2 separate regions of the Mus musculus genome follow, and region 1 is linked to region 2. The links are chromatin contacts, called in public promoter capture Hi-C maps. All regions are on one chromosome and are shown on one strand. The core of a region is the stretch at or near the end of the contact, and the rest is flanking DNA. Distances in the headings are between cores, read along the strand shown. Region 1 holds the start of Nubp1 (nucleotide binding protein 1). Region 2 has its middle 19 kb from the start of Gm30310.

Region 1 (2,854 bases), core at 32-2,531, 1.5 Mb before region 2:
GAAACTCACAGGCTCTCAGAAGCAACCATCCCAGCAACGTACTGGGTTTCCAATGTCACGTCTTGTTTCAAATCTTTACAGACTACACTGTGGGGAGACTGGTCTTCACCATGAGGGCATTCTTGCTCAAGATCAGTTTTCAGGAGACTCAACAACCAAACCCAGCCTCTCTCTGAAAAGCCTTCCTTCCAGCTAGGCTTTCAGTCCTCCTCGCCCTGGAGATGGCCCCTCACAGTGCTGATCCCTGGTGAGTTTAACGTGCCTGCTCCTGCTTCCTCCCCACTTTGCTCTCAGTCCCCCATCTGTCTCTCCACTGAGATAATGAACATTCATGTCTGCTGAAAGATAGACTCCTTAACAGGAGGGTCCTTCTCTCTGCCACAGAGAGAGCAGAGCCTCTGTGACCTGTGATGGACATGTGCCAGGACTCAGGCCTGAAAGATCTCAGTATTTTTCCATTCTCCTCTCTGTGCTTGGCCTTGTGGATACTGAGGTAGCGGTTATTACTTAAGCCCTGTACCTGCCCGACATCACTTTTATCTATTCTATCCTTCTTTGAGGTCCTATTTACTGATTTTTTTTTTTTTTTTAATAAAGACAGGGTCTCATCTAAGCCCGGGGTTAGCCTCTTAAATGCTGAGATTACAAACATGTGCCAACACACTCGACCTAATGTTCGTTCGTTCATTCATTCATTCATTCACTGATTCATTCATTCACTCATACAGGGTCTCATCCTGTAGTCCAGGCTGGCTTTTAACTTGTAGCCATCCTCCTGCTTCTGCCCCTCAAGTTCCGGGGGAACAAGCCTGTGCCGCCAAGCTTATTTTAATGCCCCCTTCGGTTCCCTGTCTACCGCAGATCAGACTAAACCTCCATTTCCATCACTGTTTTTCCGCTATTTGATTTTTAAAACCTCCCTCTCGCTCAAGCTCCGCCTTCTACGCCCTCCCCCCAACCAATTAGAATACTGCCCACTAGCCGCTGCCATTCACCCTCAAGTCCCGCCCCTTCCACTTCCTGATCTGCCCGCCGCTTCCTCACCGGGATCCGGAGCAGCGCCGGCTCCGGATGCGCACAGCCTCTGGTTGGGGCATCCCTGGCACGAGGCTCCTCGGCCGGCCTGGGCGCTGTCGGCCCCGGGGCAGCCTGCGGGAAGACGAAGGCACAGTCAGAGTGGTTCGGTCCCAGCGGGACCACCCACACGTCCTGCGATAGCTCACCGTGGGGCGCCTCCTCCATGCTGCCGCTCTTGCCCGGGCTGCGCTCGCCGGAACCTCAGGGGCGTGTTTCCGCCTCGCAGGTCCAATCTGACCCCCCGGCCGCGGGAACTGTCTCGCCAGACCAGGACTGCGCACGCGCAAAACCGTGTGTGCAGTGGGTGGGATTCCTATGCCTCTTCCCGCTAAAACAGGGCGAGACTCAGAAATATATGATACCTGAGCAAATGAAGTGGCTCTAACGATTAAAGATTCTGTTGAGCCAGCCTGTATCCAAATCCCAGAACTCATAGGGAAAGCGAGGATGGACTCTTACACATAATGCAGGTTTTTGATTCTGTTTTTGTTTTTGTTGTTGTTTTGTTTTTTTAAGTATGGTTTTTGTCGCCAACGAACGTTATTCTCCGTGGCCTCAGTGTTGATGCAGTACTACTAATAAAAGTACAATCAATGTCAATATTTACTCAGTTTCAAATAATCTGCCCTACCCTAGATTCTGTTACAGGCTGGGATTGTGGCTCAATTGGTAGAGTGCTTGATCTATCATGCATGAGGTCCTATATTTAGTCCCCAGCACTGAAACAATACAGATCCAACAAAACACTTTGTCCGTCCCTCTCTATTTCTTCTCTGTTCTCCTCTCCTCTCTTCTGCTCAAGCTGATCTTGAATTAATGATTTTCTTGCCATGTTTGGCTAAGAGGGGAGACTTTATAAAGGGGTGTAGCTCAGTGGTAGAGTACCTGTCCAGCAAGTGAAAAGCCATAAATTCAATCGCCAGCAGTGTAAGTTCTCATTTGATCCTCCTGCCTCCGTCTTTCAGTTGCTGGGATTACAATGTGCACCACCAGCATTCCTGGGCTGACACCCCCGCCCTCTTAAAATTGCTGTGCTATTTAGAAAAATACTTTGTTTTGTGTTTTGTTGCTTCCCCTCAGATCTGTTCAGTGAAACCTCTTCAAACCCACTCCTGTGCCCCCACTGGGAGCTTTCCCTAGCTTTCTCTCACTTCTGCAGGTCCCCACTGTCCTTGCTGCTACCATTTCTCCTGTATGTGTCTGTGAGTGTTTAGACAAATGGCCTGTCTGTGTCTGTGGAGCAGTGTTTAGACTCCATGAAGACATCCTGTCCATGGTCACAGCCATGGGAGCTTGGCTGCATGCAACTTTGGCACAAGATGGTGGTGGTTGTTACTGTTTTCATTGAACGATTCTAAATATTTTTCATTTATTTTTGAGATTATAATTACATCATTTCTCCCTTCATTTTCCTTCCCCCAAACCTTACCACCTCTCCTTGCTGTTTATCAAATTCATGGACTTTTTTTTTTTCATTGTTATTGTGACAGGGCCCCAGACCTTAGCACAACTGACTCCATGATGGAAGTGCCATTCAGGCTGTAACACTCAGCACATAGACAGCAGCACCTGCCAAAATGAAAACAAAGACCTAATCCACCAAAGTCCATGACTCTGGGAAAGTCTCTAACTGTACTAACCTCTCTTTTTTGCTTCTGTAGAGCTGATTCTGGCTATCTGTTCTTGTTACTGAAGTAGGTTAACCCAGAACATGGTTTTTGTGCCTAAAAGTTTATTCCAAGAAAGGCTCAGTGCTCCACTGGGATACTGAATAGCA
Region 2 (2,700 bases), core at 178-2,677:
CTTCCTCGTTAAGGAGCCTTTCCTTCCAGATACTGGTCCCCTCAGTACCCCATGCAAGCATGTTATTAAATACCCAGAAACGTGGGTTTCCTGGCATTCCAAAGGTTCTAGAAACCCAAATGAAGGTAGAAGCTTCAGGAATAGGTTTAAAAGGGGGTTTAGATCCAGCAGGCACTAGCTAGCACTGTACTGAAGGTGGAGGGAGTGCTAGAAACACAGGCAACCTGTTCATGGTGATAGTCTCATTATGCTTCCCACACACACCTATAAACAAGCCAGTCTTCTCATCTGGGTACATGGTCCACCTCAACTCTCTTGGAGAAATGTGCCACAGTCATCTCAAAGGATCCACTAGGACCCTCTGATATGCTATCAGGCAGGAGCACTTTCTACATCGTCCTTCACACCTGAAATGGTACTTTTGGTTACTGGCTTGCAAGAACAGATGTTTGTGAATGATCTTTAAAGGTAGGGCATCCAGCCTATAACAGGATTTCAAAAGTGATGAGCTGGTTGGCTGGGCAGTGGTGGCGCACGTCTGGAATCCCAGCACTTGGGGGGCAGAGGCAGGCAGTTTTCTGAGTTCGAGGCCAGCCTGGTCTACAGAGTGAGTTCCAGGACAGCCAGGGCTACACAGAGAAACCCTGTCTCGCAAAACCAAAAACCAAACAAAAAAGTAATGAGCTGCAACTGTGCTTCTGTATCTAGGACCTGGTGAGTTTACTGCAATGGCTGGTGCAGTTTAGAACCAAGTCTTCTCTGCTGGATCCATCAGACTTGACCTTAATTCCGTTTCCCTCATAGCAGGTGTGGCTCCAGAAGACCTGCCCTAGATGAACTGCAGAGCAGAAACTCACCTGTACCTGTACATACAAACCCCCAAGTATAGTGTCATTTAAAAAACATTAAAACAAATGTCAGGACTCAGAACTTCCTTTTATTTAATTCACCTTTATGCCGAGAAAAGCAAGGGAGCAATGCTCAGTAGACAGAGCATACCCACAAGAGCGCCAGGCTGAGCATGCACAGACCTGAAGCCCTAGCTCCAGGTTCTCTGGATTTAACTCTCCTTCCCATGTCACCATCTGCCAGGAAAATTCCACTGCAACACTCTGGGGGTAACCTACAGCTTGCCTGTGGTTAGGGCAGAGCGCCTGAAGGAAGGACTCCAGGGGCAGGATGGTCAGCAGAGACCTAGGCCCGAGGGCAGCCAATTCTCAGGTTTAGTTAAGAGTCCAGGACTTTAAGCCAAAGACTTCAGTGATCAGGGAAGTAGATGCTGTTCTGCCCCAAACCTTTGGTCTCTATATGCTTGTAATCAATCACAGGAAGTGAATCCAGGAATGTTTTAAACCACAGGAGACACAGCACTGCCAGGTCATATCGGGTGAGTCATACCACAGCCTCTGACAGTGGCAATGCCAACTTCCTCCTGACCAGCCCAGTGATTAAGCCTGCCCCAGAGAAATGCAATGATCACAGTGGCTTCCTCCAAGCCTAGGGCCTGATGAGCCTAGTGCCAATGGTCACCTACAAAGAACCTAGCAAGGGGCCAGCCCAACACCCCTTCTGCAGAACTGTCAGCAGCTCCCGAGTGGTGGTTCTTTACTTACAGAGCTTTGAGTATCTTTAAGAAGAAAACAATACCTAGTTTTTCTGGGGTACAGCTTGAGAAAGGCTGCTTCTAATACACAAAGTTGAAACTATGAAATTGGAGAGAAGAGTGTTTTAGAATTGGAGGCTGGAAACTGGAACAGAATCCAAGAGACCAAGGAAAATTTGAGATGCCCACATCAGAGGGTATCCAAGTGTCTATTGACATCTTCACCATGTAACAGGATCCAGGAAGGGCTGAAGGTAAGTAGCTAGGGGCAAAACTGGATTTTCATCCACACCTCACCAACCCAAATCCATGCTTCTAATCACACATGTTCTATAGTTCTTAGCAATCTAAAGGCCCAAGGTGTGTGTGTGGGGGGGGGGGGGACCTTTTATGAAAACTTTTGAGTTTTGTTTTGTTTTGAGACAGGGTTTCTCTGTGTAGCCCTGGCTGTCCTGAACTAGACTAGGCTGGTCTCAAACTCAGAGATCACCTGGCTCTACCTCTGGGACTAAGTGAGTGGGATTAAGGCATGCTTCACCATCATCTGGCTTTTTAAAACCACATTTCAATCTATTTCCTCATCCAGGAACTATCCATACCCACCCTAGTTATTGCTGGGTGTTACTAGTCCAGGACCCAGGTTCTCACGATGAAGGTGATGTTGCTATGGCATCATACAGCATGTTCAGCAAGTACCCAGGAAACTACAGAATCCATCCTCCAGTCGGGCAGTGGCACACGCCTTTAATCCCAGCACTTGGGAGGAAGAGGCAGGCGGATTTCTGAGTTCAAGGCCAGCCTGGTCTACAGAGTGAGTTCCAGGACAGCCAGGGCTACACAGAGAAACCCTGTCTCAAAAAAAAAAAAAAATCCATCCTCCAAAAAGGTGAATGCCGAGTCTGAGGCTTATCAGTAGAAGCTGTGAACATGTGTATGTACTCTTGACTTTCTTGAAGGAGTTATTTTTCACTGGAGATCATTGGTCCACAATGTGAAAAACCGAGATGAGCAAGAGGCAAGCCTTCCTGCACTTACTCAGTGTATTCCGTAACCCACACAGTTCTATTCAACCTTAAAACACTTGCAGCTACACAATA

The links. Promoter capture Hi-C pulls out the DNA fragments that hold promoters and counts their contacts.
Region 1: a promoter capture Hi-C map of liver shows a contact between it and region 2, with 4 times the contacts expected there. The contact joins the promoter of Nubp1 here to the enhancer-like site in region 2. A contact is called at or near these places in 6 of 39 promoter capture datasets (the 3T3-L1 cell line, 3T3-L1-derived adipocytes, the SN4741 cell line and 2 more), 1 of 484 Hi-C or Micro-C datasets (embryonic stem cells) and 4 of 115 datasets of contacts at active chromatin or transcription factors (acute myeloid leukemia, embryonic stem cells, large pre-B cells and 1 more).

What each region holds. Positions count from the first base shown.
Region 1 is chr16:10,410,365-10,413,218 of GRCm38.p6, reverse strand. Nubp1 (nucleotide binding protein 1) reads right to left here and starts at 1,281. Exons shown (of 11, transcript NM_011955.2): 1 at 1,224-1,281; 2 at 1,045-1,149. The coding sequence starts at 1,242.
Region 2 is chr16:8,861,163-8,863,862 of GRCm38.p6, reverse strand. No RefSeq gene overlaps it. Among named protein-coding and RNA genes, the nearest start is that of Gm30310, 19 kb to the left of the region's middle. Within about 2 kb of position 1,427, at least 157 of the 459 cell types and tissues checked have an H3K27ac peak or open chromatin away from gene starts, as enhancers often do. A contact at or near this core is called in the SN4741 cell line, liver and pancreatic cancer cells, where this site is marked.